Regions from separate parts of the Hordeum vulgare genome. Here region 2 is linked to region 1. Evidence: chromatin contacts called from public Hi-C data. All regions are on one chromosome and are shown on one strand. Each heading gives the region's core, a stretch centred on a gene start, on an enhancer-like site or on the middle of the called end of the contact. The rest is flanking DNA. Distances are from core to core; before and after follow the strand shown. Region 1 holds the start of LOC123400981 (kinesin-like protein KIN-10A). Region 2 has its middle 21 kb from the start of LOC123403964.

Region 1 (7,876 bases), core at 3,345-5,844:
TGCATGGATCTCCTGCAGCAGACATCTCTGATAGTCGCGCCAACAATCTACCACCAATGACATCCTGCTGTGCAGGCTGACGAGCATCTGCCTTTTCAAGCTCCAGCTCCTGCAATCGCCGCTTCAAAGCAAGGAGCTCTTGCTGCTGCCTGAGCATTTTCTCTTCCATCATCTGGAGCTCGCTCTTTAGCAACTGGGTCTTCTCAGCGACCTTTGAGTTGATCTCTTCCTCCTTTGCAGCTGCACCCTGCCCTTCTAGCAGCCTAAGCTTCGCCCTCGCTTGCGCTAGCTCCTCCTCCTTTAGCCGAAGAACATTTTGGGCCTCGTTGCGCTCTTTCTCTCTTAGCTTGTTCTCCTTCTGCAGCTTGTATATGAACTGGTTCATTGCAACAATCCTTGAATTGAGCATTGAAGATGACTCCTCAGAGCTGATTTTGTCCCTTGGTGTTGATGCATGAGCAGCACGTATAATGCATTTCGCTTTAGCACCGTATTCCAAGGTAGAAACCGTCTTGTGCAATTCCTTTGGGTCTGGACTTGCACACAGAATCATCAAAATCTTTGATTTGTCATCCTCAAATGAATCCTGAAAGTCCATGAAGAAACACAAGTTTTAAATTATCTGGTATAAACAGAGACAGAAGTGGTTCTTCAGTGTTCTGTACCTGTAACAGCATTGTCAGCTTGCTGTCTCTGAATGGAACATGTGAATCACCATTGGCTATGGACTCAACCACTCGTTTCAAAGCCGTGTTGCCTTGGTTGATCTTGGCCGTCTGTGGAACGGTAACCAATGTTATATATAGAATAGATGTGCAAAACAAAGTGACCTAAAGAAACATACTTTGGTTCATCACATTGCAGAAAAAAGAGAGTAGTGGTAAAAGTACAAGCTGTGGTTAGGTTATGGGAGTATCATACTGGAATTCATATGTTGATGTAAGTATGGAAACAGAACTTATCATCATTTCAGAAAGAAAATAGAACTGTATCTTGAAAAAACTCTAATATAGTTGCATTGCAAGTTGCACATCACCGGCTGTTAAAAAAATGTTATGGCGCAATTAAACATACATTAATTACCAATGGAACATCATTTTTCAAAGGGTAACTGAAATAAATTGTATTCTACCGAAACTATAAGGATTGATAACATCACACACCTGCATCTTGGCATCAAATCCAGTTTGGCCTGCAGCTTCTATGTTTTCAGAGCCAGCCATATCCACCAGCATCAGCCTTCCTCCCACCGATGGCACATCCAAGATTATCTAGAGAGGTGATGAAGCAAAGTCATACACGGTTGGATCTATCAAGCGAATCAAGGTGACAAGTGCTAACTGCTCATTGCAACCTACCATGCAATGACTTCGCGAACTTCTCTCATTACAGAGGGTGCTCTTGACAGTACGCCGCTTCTCTACTTTTGCAACTTCCCTGGATATCTTTGCAGCTTCATTTCCAGATATGTAAGTTGCATTTTTGGCTTTCTTCCCCATTACTTCTAGCCTCACCTGCAATGTATTAAGAAACTTATAAACAAAATGGATGAATCACATCAACTAGCAAAGTCACATTGATCATTGCCACATAGCAAAGTACTTTCAACATCTTTTTTCGCTCAATTTCTGCTTCTGAAAATTCATGTGCTTATTTGGATATGGAGCCTAGATAACAAGACAGAACATTTAAGTACCAGATAGCTACTTGTTTAGCTTGGTCACAGTTCAAGTAGTAATTGTTTCACCAGTGATCACACACACACACACACACACACACACAACTGAGGGCAACAACAATGAGCACTATCAGTTACAGTTCGATTTGTCTCACTCCTAGAATCACAATCTCTAACTCGGCAGTACAAATCAGTCAACAAACTATTCCAAACAGCAATGACAATTCACAGGCCATAACCATGAGCAATATTAGTTACCATGAGGTTTAATTCACACCTAGAATCACAAGTTTTAACCTTGGCACTTCAGATTAGCCACCTAATATACCAGCACTCATGCACAAATGACAAATAATTTACTGCAAAACATAGTGAAAATTCCTAATGCAATTTAAGGACCAGATAACCACTTGTTTTAGGTTTGTCACAGTTCAAATAGTAATTGTTTCACCTCTAATGACACAAACAACTGAGGGCAATTACAGTGAGAAATATCAGTTACAGTTGGTTGATTTTAACCTCACACTTAGAATCAGAATTTCTAACTTGGCCCTTCAAGTTAGTCATCTAAATTAATACGCGCACACAAAGAGCAGTCCCAATTCTCAGGCCATAATGATGAGCAATATTAGTTACAGTGAAGTTTTACTTCGAACTTAGAATGAACAAGTTCTAAACTTGAAACTTCAGATTAGCCAACAGTTACAATTAGTTTGACTTTGACCTCAAACTTAGAATCATAATTTCTAAGTTGGCAGTTCAGATTACTCATCAAAACTATTATGCGCACACAACAGCAGTCACAATTCACATGCTATAATAATGAGCAATATTAGTTACAGTGAGGTTTTCTACACACTTAGAATCACAAGTTTTAAACTTGGAACTTCAGATTAGCCATCTAATATATACCAGCACCCATAGAGCTGACAAATAATCTACTAGAAAGCACAGTGCCAATCCCTAAGGAATTACTGTATTCAACATTCACAGCAGAGACATAAACCCCAACTGTAATTAATGACCTAAAATAAGAACAGGCCATAACCATGAGCAATATTAAATTACAGTGAGGTTTACTTCACACCTAGAATCACAAGTTTTAACCTTGGAATTTCATATTAGGGCACCTAATATACCAGCATGTGTACATAAATGACAAACAATTTCAAATGCAATTTAAGTACTGCCTCCGATCCACATTAACTGTCGCACCTTAGCACAACTTTGTACTAAAGTTGTACTAAAGCTGCGCCAATTAATTGGGTTCAAAGGGAGTACCAGATAACCACTTGCTTTGGATTGGTCAAGTTCAGATAGTAATCGATTCACCACTGATGACACATACAACTGAGGGCAACAACAACAGTGAGCAATATGAGTTACAGTTTGTTTCACTTTGACCTCACAGTTAAGAGTCACAATTTCTAGCTTGGCATTTCAGATTAGTCATCTACACTAACACGCGCACAACGCAGCAGTCATAGTTCACAGGCTATAAAAATGAGCAATATTAGTTATAGTTAAGTTTTACTTCACACTTAGAATAACGAGTTCTGAATTCGGAGCTTCAGATTAGCCATCAGTTGCAGTTGGTTTGACTTTGACCTCGCACTTGGAATCACAATTTATAATTTGGCATTTCAGATTAGTCATCTGAACTAATGCACACAAACAGCGGACAAATTTCACAGGCTATAACTATGAGCAATATCAGTTGTAGTGAGGTTTTACTTCACACTTAGAATCACAAGTTTTAAACTTGGATTCAGATTAGGCATCTGATATACCAGCATGCGTGCACAATAGACTAACAACTTACTAGAAAACGGTGTCAATCAATTCCTAAGAAAGTACTGTACCAACATTGTCAACACAGAGATAAACGACCTAAGATAAGCAGGACAGATCTTGTCTGAAATAGCAACGAAGATGTGAGGTTTAAACCGAAATCATGCTACTTCCACCCACAGGACAGATCCTCGCATAACAGCAACCGACTTGTGCAAGTGTGTAAGCTACAACGATGAACCAGCAGTAGCATCTGAAACATAAGCGGGAGGGCGCATCACCTTGGGGGCGTTCCCTTTAGTATTGGGCCCGCTGCCGACGAGCAGATCGTAGACTTCCTCGTTGTAAATCTCGAGCACGGCGACCTGCACGAACAGCCCGACCCCGAACCCGGCGTCGTCGTCGTCGCCGCCCTCGCAGCAGCCCCCTCCGCCGTCGAGGATGTCGCGGAGCGCGCGGTAGACGATGCCGGGCTGCCTGGCGCAGCCAAACATGGTGTGGCTCTTCCCGGACCCGGTGGGCCCGTAGACCATGACGGTGCACTTGGCCCCGACCCGCACGCCCTGGATCCTGGACCTGACGAAGCGGCGGTAGAAGGCCTCCAGGTCCTCCTCCTCGGAGACGGAGACGCCGTCGAGGCTGAAGTCGCGGCACGAGATGCCGCCCGCGTCCCCGCGGACGCGGACGGTGGTCCCGCCCGCGCCGCCCGGGACCTCCAGCACCGAGGCGCCGGCGGCGGAGGCCGTGAGGTTGCGCACGCGGCCGATGACCTCGACGGGGTGCTCCGTGGCGGCCCCGCCCGCGCCGCGGGGGGTGGAGGCGGGCGGGAAATGGAGGCGGTGCTTGGAGGCGGGCGTCCTGAACGGGGTCGCGCCCCCCGCCGTCGCCTGCGGCGTCGACGGCGGGCCCGTCCGCGACGACGGCGTCGGCACCGGCGCCATCCCTGGCAGGGGTCGGTCCGATCTAGGGTTCCCGGGGGCGGTCGCGAATCGGGCTGGGTCGCCGGATCTGGGTGGTGGCTGGCGGAGTCGGGAGGCGCAAATCCGCGTGATTGGTGGGTGGGTGGATGGCGTGCGCGAGATGGGGAGAGGGGGGAGGGGGAGGATGGTTTGAAATGGGGGGATGTAGCCGTTGGGGATGGATGCAAATGCAACGGCAGTGCGCTCTGTTTTGAAGCTGGTGGGGTGGGGTGGGGTGGGGTGGGGAGCTCAACGCGGCCCGTGCGGTGGTGGAGGCGCCGGGGGCACGGGATATGCGGTGATTGGATATTTCTTGTTAGAGCGTAGAGTGGTACCTGCAAATATTACTCCTATCTACTGGCATTGTATGGATGTGTTTATGTGTGTATGTATGCGCACAGTATATGTATAGATGTTTGGAGGGGACGTGAGTACAAATCCAGATGTATTCATTGGTTTTAGATTGGTGTTTTATTGGTGGTGTGAGCTGTGAACTGGGGTACATGTTCTGGCAAAAAATAAATTTGTTTTTTTGCTGTTGGACGTATGTGGCTTGAAAATTAACTACAGATTTGAGAGGTAGGAGATACTTTTCTATGGGAAGGGTTGTAGAGGTTTCGATTAAAAAAAACAAGCACAAATTCAGGTTTTGAAAGGAAAAAAGTACAACACAAATTTAGAGGTGAACTCGACTACTTGCTCGCTAAAAGCATCTCCAGTCGCGCCCCCAACAGGCCCCAGGGCACTTTTTTCTCGTTGGCGTCAAAAAATCTCCCCAGTCGTGCCCCCAGGACGCCGATTATCTTTGGTTCGGCTCATTTTTGGCCCGACGATCCTAGGCCGAACCCACTGCACTATTGGGGGAGGGGGAGAAGGGGGCTTGGGGGCTCCGACGGAAGGAAAAACAGCGCGTGGGCCGTCATTGTCAGGCGAAAAACGTTTTTTCCACATCCATATTTCCCCCCCGCGCGCACTACACCTTTCGCCGCCATGCCGATCTCGGCGCCGCTCACCTGCCTACCGCTGCTAGAAAGGCCATCTCCCCGGCTAGAAAGGGAGGGTTCGTCGTGGCATCGTCCCTCCTTCTTCTGGGCGAGCTTTTCCGGCGCTCCGGCCACGCAAGCGGGGATACGGGCGGCTGTGCGCCTACCATGCAGGCCAAGTTTTCGGCGATTTGTCTCGGCGATGGACTCCGACGACGAGGAGGCGCTCGCGACGCTGCTGGAGGGAGGAAGCCGATACTGACAACCAGGACGAAGAGCACCTCATGATCCACGCCGCTTTGGTCGGCCTGTTCGCGAGCAACGCAAAGCCGTGGCGAGGTGGCTCGACGTCGGGTCGGCTGAAGGCAAAGCAGAGGCATCGACTGGAACACTATTGCTTGCTCTACTTCGACTACTTCTCCGACGCTTCACGGCATGGCGAGAAAGTATTTCGGCGCCGTTATTGGATGAGTTGGAAGCTCTTCCTCAGGATTGTGAATTCCATCAGGAAGTTCGACAGCTACCTCATGTGCAGGAAGGATTGCACCGGCACACTTGGATTCACCTCACTCGAGAAGTGCATGACAGCTATAAGGATGCTTGCATACGGAGCTCCCGGTGATGCCCATGAAGACTCTGGACGCATGGCCGACTCCACCACCATTGAGTGTTTGTACAGGTTCTGCAGGCAGTGGTGGCAGTGTTTGGACTTGAATACTTGCGATCACCTAATGCTGAAGACACTGCTCGGATCCTAACACAGAATGCAACAAGAAGATTTCCTGGGATGCTTGGAAGTATCAACTACGTGCATTGGAAATGGAAAAATTATCCATTTGCTTGGCAGGGGATGTGCAAAGGCGCCAAAGGCGCTTGTAGTGTGGTACTTGAGGTAGTGGACACACATTACCTCTGGATTCGACACTCCTTCTTTGGTATGCGAGGAGCTCATAATAATATCAACGTACTGCAGTGCTCGAATGTCTTTGCCAAGCTTGTTGAAGGTCATGCTCCTCCGGCGAACTTTGAGGTCAGTGGACACCACTACACCAAGGGATACTACCTAGCAGATGGCATCAATCCAAGATGGTCCACATTTGTGAAGACTATCTCAAACCCTGTATCAGGACGCAAGAACTCCTACTTTACCAAGTGTCAAGAGATTTCTAGGAAGGATGTCGAGCGAGCATTTGTTGTGCTCCAATCTTGATTTGCTGTTGTCCGGTACCTTACTCAGACCTGGTCGAAAGATGAAATGTGAAAAGTCATGACTTGCTGTGTCATCTTGCACAACATGATCATTGAGTGCGAGCACGAAGAGCCAGTGTTTGACACTAAACCATATTACACGCACGGTCCCGGTTTTGGGAACCTTATAGAGGTTCCACCCGATTTTTTCCGATTTTGGGAAACTTCTAGATGGTTCCCTGAATGATTTTTTTCTTTTTCTTTTTTTGTTATTCTTCTTTTCTTTTTTGTTTCCGTTCAAAAAAATCTTCTGGATTTTCAAAAATTATTTTTGGATTTTCATAAAATGTTCTCAATTTTAAAAAAATATTATGCATTTTCAAAAAATGTTCTTCGAATTCAAAAAATGTTCACGGATTTGAAATTTCTTCATCTTTTAAAATGTATTCACAATTCAAAAAAGTTCTCTGTTTCAAAATTTGTTCGCAGATTCAAAAAATGTTCATAATTTTATAATTTTGCTCAAAATTTGAAAAATGTACTCAGTTTCATAATTTGTTAGAAGTTTCGAAAAATATTCACAAATTTATAAAGAAAAATACGAATTTAATATTTGTGTTCATGTTTCAAAATTTGTTCACAATTCAAAAAAAATCGCAGTTTCAAAAATTGTTCACAATTAAAAAATGCTCATTATTTTATAATTTTGTTCACGAATTTGATATTTCTTCATGTTTTAAAATTTGTTCACAATTTAAAAAATGTTTGTGGTTTTAAAATTTGATCACGGATTCAAAAAATGTTGTCATTTTCAATTTTTTTAGAATTTTCAAAAAATGATCTTGTTTTCAAAAAAATCCTTCATTTGCAAAATAACAATCACAATTTTAACATTTGTTTTACGAATTAGAAACATGTTCCTGTTTTTCTAAAAAATTGTTCACAATTCAAAAAATGTTCACACTTTTATAATTATTTGCAAGAATTTGAAATTTGTTCATATTTTAAAAAAAAATCACAATTCATAAAATGTTTGCTGTTTCAGAATTTGTTCGCAGATTCCAAAAATGTTCCCATTTTAGAATTTTCCTTTGTAAATTTCATAAAATGCTCTCATTTTCAAAAAACCAATCACAATTTTAAAATTTTGTTCATGAATTACAAAAAAAATCTTGTTCTTTTAAAATTGTTCACGCTTCCAAATTTGATTAAGTTTTTTCCAAATTGTTCTCGGTTTCAAAATTTGTTCTCAAGATTCGAAAAATGTTCGAGCTTCC
Region 2 (7,876 bases), core at 2,478-4,977, 140 kb after region 1:
TCCACTGTCGATCTGAAGAGTTCTATCTGGCTGTGGCTCCTTGAATTAACTCCATCATGTTCTCTGGTATGAAGCACTTCATTGAAGTCTCCGATAAGCATCCACGGTTCATTTGATTGTCCCGCTAGTCCTCTCATAGTATCAAAAGTTTTAATTCTATCTGGAACTTTAGCTTCTCCATAGATACACGTTAACCTCCATGGAACTGGGCATGCGTTTTGGATCATTGCATCTACATGGTACCTTGAGCAACCCGAAACTTGTAAAGTTATATCATCACTCCAGAACATACCTAGACCTCCACTTCTGCCATCACTACTAATGACATAGCTCTTATTATAGCCTAACTCTCCTTTCAATCATTCAACCCGTACTCTGTCAATTTGTGTTTCAACAATACAAAGTACAGTCGGGGTAAATTTCTTCGCGAGATCACGAAGTTCGTGAACTGTCGTGGGGTTACCCACACCACGACAGTTCCAACAGAGGATACTCATTGTGCCCGGTCGTACTCCTCGAGGGAGATCGCCGATGACGCCTTTATTGGGGTTTCTCACTTGTGTTCTCTTCCGCTACCTCCTGGGTTAGTTTCCATCTCAGAATATCATCCTTCTCTAAAACTCCTGCCTTGTTCAGTAGTTTTTTTGGTCTTTTATTGTACTTCCTTGGGGACACATAAACCGGTGGCAAAGGAGGCACCGACTGATCTCCCAATATAACCAACCAGTTATTGTACTCAGCCTGGTTGTTCAACACAGCTTCCTCCTGAGTTTTAGAGGAACTCATGGAGTTTTCAACCGAAAGACGTTTGTTTCCCTGAACCCCATCCTCCTTCTCTGTTTGCAAAGTCTCAACTCTCACCAGGGAATCATCTTTTCCTCCTCTTCCAACCATATAGCCACTCTCCTCGCTTGGTTTTGCTGTTGAGCATTGAATCTCCAGCTCTGGTTTGGGTTATATGGTTCACGGCCTCTACCACGTCTCCGCCCAAAGGCATCAACCCCCTTGCCTCTCTGGGCCCCCAAAGTTTCCTCTTCCACTGTTTCTCGACATAGCAGTTTCTGCTAGAACGAATTTCCCCCACTCAAATGTGGTCTCATCATGCTCTTCATCTCCGCACTCTTCATGCCAATGGCCAAATTCGCCACAATTAAAGCAGAACGTTGGAAGCTTTTCCTACTTAACCTGGTATCTCACTCTTTCTTCCCCTTTTCTCCCTGTAACGAACCACTTTATATTGGCACAAATGTCAATCTTTACTTTGATTCTTACAAATTCTCCAAGGAAGTCGGCTGGGAGTTTTAGTTGAATTTCCTCCACTACACCTATGTGAGACGCCAAAGCTCGTACAGCTGGTTCGATCAGAAACTTATCTGGGAGGCGATGGATTTGTGCCCAGACTAACGATTTGTCTAACCTGAAACTTGACGGGTCTTTAAATCCATCATACTCCTCCATGATCATTGCATGTCCCCTAAAGAGCCAAGGGCCTTCAACCATTGCTTTCTTCCAATCCCCAAGGCACGCGAATTGCGCAGTAAACAAATTTTCCTTAACCTTCCGCTAGACCACTGTCCTCACCGGATTCCATGCGCTTCTCATATCGGCGTAAAGAGCATTAGGACTAAAAGTTCTTTGCGTGTATACCCGAACAATGGCGAGCCACTTCACGGGAGATCCTTCCTCCATCACATCCTCTTCTTCCTGTAGATTTAACCTAGCCAAGAGCTCCTGTGGTGTTTATTTCCCACGGCTGGTGCGAGAGGTGTCTCCTTCGTCCATCACCCCCGATCGATCACTGCACCTCACAAGGTTATAGCGATCCTCTCGAGGTAGGTGTAAATTCCAGCGTCGTCGCCGGAAGCTTTGCTAAACCCTAGGTCTGGACCCTAGGGGAAACCTCTTACTCATACTGCTATCCAGCAACCTACCACCTACCACTTCCACGGGTATCCATGGTATGGGCCGACCCACTCTAGTTCTTTTAACTTCTTTTGGGTAGGTTTCAGAACTGTCTCTAAATTGAGATTTTCCTTTTTGTTTTTTACTCCTTCCATTTTTAAATGTAATTATTTTTATAGATTTTAGTAGAAGGCTAAATATGGATGTATATAGATATATTTTTTAGTGTATATTCACCTATTTTGCTTTGTACGTAGTCCTGGTGGAATCTCTAAACGATTTATATTTAGGAATGGAGTGTTTTTTATTTTTCATGTACTTTTTTTTTCATACTACTAAAATTCTTCTACTTTCCTTTCCCCTCCATTTTCCTATAATTATTACATAATTGCACATTTTTAATTTTCTTAACACAATTTAGACCCATGATTATTTTTGAATTCGAGAATAGTTTTTGCCATTGTGAACAATTTTGAACTCATGAACATACTTTCCAAATTTAAGATTTTATTTCTCAAATTCACGAGCATTTTTCAAGTTTGAAAAAGTATTCTGATTACTGAAAAGGTATTAAAACATGGTAACTTGTTTTGAATTTTTGAATCTTTTTTGAAATTGAATTTGCGCTCATTTTCTGAATTCCTCACCATTAATTTAATTCCGATTTATCTAAATAATTCAAATGTTTTGAATTGATGAACATTTTTTCATATTGACGAACATTTTATTGAAATCCTGAACATTTTTCTAATTGAAGAATATTTCCAAACTAAAGATCATTTTTTGAATTAATGAACGTTTTTCAAAACCATGATTATTATTATATATTCTATTTCCTATGAAATCCCGATTTTTATTGAATAAAGCAAAGAAAGGTGCGCCCAGTTGGCCTATAGTTATATCGAAGTTATCCCCTAACGCATCGAAATCACTAATTAAACGGTACTCATTTCAAAGATTACTCCACCTCCCTAAATTGTTTTTTCCTTTTTTTCATAGATTCGTATTTTAAAAATTATTATCTCTTAAATTGTGCGTCCAAATTTTAACCATTTTCACCGTTGGATTCCTCACTTTGAGATCTTTAAAATTAGATCCAATGTTGATAGGTTTTGACGAACTTTTTTTCATGAAAAAATTGGATGAAAAAAACCAAACTAAAAAAAAGAGTATGGAAAAATCGTGCCTCTCGCGTTAGAAAACGAAACATAAAACCTCTTTTCCGTTTCCGAAAGGCACAGTTATCGCGAAGGCAAAATCATGCTTCTTGCAAAAAAAACCAAAAACTTATTTTTTTTTTTCATTTTCGAGAGGCTCACAGTGCCTTTCGCGGAAGCAAAACAACGCCTCTCACAGAAAAAAAACAAAAAAACACATTTTTATTCCATTTTTAAAGAGGTACGGCCGTGTCTCTCGCGAAAGCGAAACCGTGCCCCTCACAGAATCAAAACTGCGCCTTTCGCAAAAAAAGCATTTTTTCTATTTTAGTGAGTCACGGCTGTACCTCTTGCGGAAACAGAACCATGCCTCTCGTAGAAAAAAACAGAAACGTGTTTTTTTTGCTTTTTTGTTTGATTTTTTCATCGTAAAGATAAGAAAGACCCGTGAAAACCGAAACAGCAAAAAAGGCTAAAAAACAATCTAAAAAGTCGAAAGCGCGTGCAAAAAAATAAAATAAAATAAAACAATCAGAACGCGACACATGATGATGGCTAAGAACGCGTCAAGTGATAGTACGTGGGAGCGATTGTTAGGAGGCTCCCAAAGTACTGCTTCGTTGCTCCTCTAACCCACCCACTAAATAGAAGCGAAAGTTATATATCGCTTAGAGCGAGTATAGTTATTATTTCACCTGAAAGGCCCTGCAAGTATGGCCGGCCCATTATACGCCGTCTGTCACTGGTTCGTTCAACAATTGTTTATTTTTGTTTTGTTTTCTTTCTGTCTTCTTTGTTTTCAGACTAATTTTTCTTTATTTTACTCTTTTCTTCGCTTTTTTCATCTGAGTTAATCTTACTTTTCCTTTTTTCATACTTTTCTCTCAGTTTTTAAATAATTATTTTTTCCTTGTTTTCCCATAGGTTTTCATGGGTTTTTTTGATACGGTTTACATCGTTTTCGTGGTGATCTTTTGTTTATTTCTTGTGTATCTTTAATTTATTCCACATTTTCTACATTTTTTTGGCTTCAGCAGATGTCTACATCTTTTCTTACATATATGAAAATTCTACATATGCATCAAGACTATATAATTATATAGTAGTTTCATGTGTTCCGGAATTGATGAACATTTAAAAAGTATTTTGTGACTATTGTTTTCATACACATTGTACAATTTTGAAATATATCTGGAATATTTGAAATACTACATATTAAGCTTTTTGAAGTATATGATCATCTCTTTTTATACATGATAAACATTTTTCTAGTTTGACAGTTTATGTTTAATTTCCTTTAACTACATGTTTTACATTTTCTTTATAAATAAATGATTAACATTTAAAAAAATGTGTTTGACGAGTGTTTTTGTATATACAAGCTCTATATTTTGGGTATATACCAGGAATTTTTGTTATACATGTTTAACATTTTTACAATATATGATTGAAAAACTTATACACGATCATATCGTTGGAAATATGCTCTAGAGGCAATAATAAAATAATAATTATTATATTTTATTGTTCAAGATAATTGTTTATTATCAATGCTAGAATTGTATTGAATGTATACTCAGATACATGTGTGGATACATAGACATACATTGTCCCTAGTAAGCCTCTAGTAGACTAGCTCGTTGATGAAGAATGGTTAAGGTTTCCTAGCCATAGACAAGAGTTGTCACTTGATAACGGGATCACATCATTCTTCTAATTATGTAGACCTAAACCATGAACGTAGCATGTGATCGTGTCGTTTTATTGCTACTGTTTTTCTATATGTCGAGTATATGTTCCTATGACTATGAGATCGTGTAACTCACTAACACCGGAAGAATACCTTGTGTGTATTAAACGTCGCAACGTAACTCGGTGACTATAAATGTGCTGTACAGGTATCTCCGAAGATGTATGTTGAGTTATCATGGATCAAGACCGGGATTTGCCACTCCCTATAACGGAGAGGTATCTCGGGGCCCACTCGGTAATACAACATCACAACAAGCCTTGCAAGCAATGTGACTAAAGAGTTAGCCACGAGATTTTGTATTACGGAACGAGTAAAGAGACTTGTCCGTAATGAGATTCATATAGGTATAGAGATGCCGATGATTGAATCTCGGGCAAGTAACATACTGAAGGACAAAGAGAATGTTATACGGGATTAACTGAATCCTTGACATAGAGGTTCATCCGATTAAGATCTTCGTAGAATATGTATGATCCAATATGGACATCGAGGTCCCGCTATTGGTTTTTGATCGGAGAGTGTCTCGGTCATGTCTACATAGTTCTTTAACCCGTAGGGTCTGCATACTTAAGGTTCGGTAACGTATCGGTATAGTTGAACTGTGCACCATATAGAGGGTCTTCAACGTATTCACCGGTTGCCCTGGCCGTACATATTCACTCGCACGTCTACCACAACTAGGCACTGAGTACCCAAATTGAACTCAAGAATGGTAGTCGGATGAGCCGGACTCCTAGAAGAAAACTAGTAAAGGGAATCCCCAATGAGGACACTTGGAATTGCCGTGACTACATAAATAGTGGGTGGAATCGGTGCAGAGATGACACTACCCCATTGACGAGCGTGGGATGGGTAAACGCTGGCGATCACTTGTGTATGCTGCTCGTCGTGTCCTACCATGACAACCTTGAAATGGACCTCTTCTTGGGTACGAAGCACCACCCCGTTCATCGTCTTGAACCCTCCCGAAGGATGATCGAGGCGGTGCTGGTCGCGTGTGATGGGTCCAAACTCCCAAACCAGGAGCCCGAGACAGTAATAGAAGGAGGCAAGGAGGTGGCCGTGGCGGCTGCCGAGGACCGGTACTCGAAGGCCGGGAAGGAGAAGTGGACGCGTATAGGGTTGAAGGAGACGTGGCCGTGGCGGTTGCCGCTGGTGGAGTAGTCTGTGAAGAAGACGCTCGCTAGAAGGCGATCCCCAGGAACCGCCCCAGCGACACGGGCCGCCACCGGTCCCTGCCTCCTCCGTTTCCCACTCCGGCGACGTGAGGAGGTGGGGACCACGGCGCTGCAACGACGCTGCGACGTCGGCTTGTTGTTAGGGTTGGTCTAGTATTTTCTTGGGACGCCGTTGGGATGGTGGGAGCGGCGTTCGGTCAAATAAATCTGCCTCAACTCTATTCCCACACTGACGGCGACCTTCACGGCGGCGTTTTGGAGTTGATGGCAACGTGTGTTGCTCGGTCCTTCAAATCGGCGGCTTGGTCTTCTCGTTGTTCTTCAGATCTGGCGAGATCAGTTTCTCGGTCTGTCGCTGGCGTTCGTGGTTATTCGCGACGGCGCTGGCGGCCGGGGCGAGGTGGTTCTTCTGGAGCGAGGATGTCGGTCCGAAGGTGGTGGATCTGCCGTTCCTCTCCAACTTTGTTGATGGGAGGTGACAAATCTTGGTCCAAGACAGCACGGGGACGTCCCCTGGTCGACGTGCCACAGCGACATGTGCCTTGCTGCGTGCAGCGGGCCTGTTCATCGACTCACAAAGCCTCGTTGGCGATGGTGCTTTCTCTGATCTTGGAATGGTGGAGGCTCTGCGTCTCTTCCGGCGTTCGCCTCGGCGGCGCTGGAGTTGGGCGGCGGCCGTTCGCTATGGTGGTTGCAGGAAACCATAGGGATCGTTTTGTGTTTCTCGATCTCTTAGGTTTTTATCTGCAAATTCAGGATAATCATTTTATCTCGGTTTGTCTTTTAGTTTCCACGTGTGTTTCTTATTGTAACTTGTTTTTCGGTTAATGAAACATGTGGTTCTCTCAAAAAAAAGCAGGGACGCGTGGTAGCGGTGGCGGGCGCGGAAGCAACGGAGGAAGGCGGGGTTGTCACAGAGGCCGCGAACGGGGAAAGCGGCGCATGCCATCCCACGATCCGCTCGTGATGGTTTGGATAGCTAATAGAAAAACGGGCAACCACGTACGTAAAAGCTACACTTTTCTTTTTTGGAACGAAGGCTCAAGAACAGCCCGATTTTGAATTAACAAAGCCACCAACTGACCAGGATTACTCCATACAGCTTACAGTAAATAGAAAAACAATAAATGCCAAAGATATAAAGTGCTAGGACAGCTAACAACCTAATGATGCAGCCAACAAACAAAGTATAGAACGAAGAGCTCAGCCTACTACACGGAGGCCTAACATTTAGGACCGTAGCCACACTATCACCAGGGTGAAAACACCAAGCAGCACTAGCTTCGGTAACCACCTCTTCGACAACTCCCTAGAGAAACCAGCTAACACTAGTAGAAGACACGCCTTTGGTTCGACGCATTAGTCCCGGTTGATTTATGAACCGAGACAAATGCCTCCACTAGTACCGGTTCATGAGGCTAGACTTTAGTCCCGGTTTATTAGGAACTTCTAGTCCCGGTTTGTGTTCAAAACCGGGACTAAAGGGGTGGTGGCACAGTTGCGTCAGGGTTGGGCCCCTACGAGGCCCATTAGTCCCGGTTGGTAATACAAACCGAGACTAGAGATAGATCTTTGTTTTCTTCTTTCTCTCTGTTCTCTTCCCTTGCTCGAGTTCATCCTCAATTTCTTCCTAGATTTGTCAAGATTTGAGGCATCTCATCCATTCAAGTGTTCACAAAGGTTAGCAACTTTGTTCTTTCATCTCTCATTGCTAGATTAGCTTGTGCAATGCTCTATAATTATAGTGATTTGTGGGTTTTAGTTTGGGAGTAATTATGTGGGAGTTTATTTGATTTATATGCAATTTGAGATCAAATTAACTTCTTAGTTTGCATATCTGTAGGTGTAGTTTACTTAGTGCCTCCCATTCCCGTCCTAACCACCGT

The links. Hi-C and Micro-C count contacts between places; a contact is called where the count stands out from the background.
Region 2: a contact with region 1 is called in a Hi-C map of seedling, with 1.8 times the contacts expected there. The contact joins the enhancer-like site here to the promoter of LOC123400981 in region 1. A contact is called at or near these places in 2 of 6 Hi-C or Micro-C datasets (leaf and seedling).

The regions. Positions count from the first base shown.
Region 1 is chr6H:547,977,867-547,985,742 of MorexV3_pseudomolecules_assembly, forward strand. It overlaps LOC123400981 (kinesin-like protein KIN-10A), which reads right to left and starts at 4,595. Exons shown (of 6, transcript XM_045094698.1): 1 at 3,751-4,595; 2 at 1,359-1,514; 3 at 1,164-1,271; 4 at 666-776; 5 at 1-586. The coding sequence starts at 4,410.
Region 2 is chr6H:548,119,249-548,127,124 of MorexV3_pseudomolecules_assembly, forward strand. No RefSeq gene overlaps it. Among protein-coding and RNA genes, the nearest start is that of LOC123403964, 21 kb to the right of the region's middle. Within about 2 kb of position 3,728, at least 2 of the 3 cell types and tissues checked have open chromatin away from gene starts, as enhancers often do. A contact at or near this core is called in leaf and seedling, where this site is marked.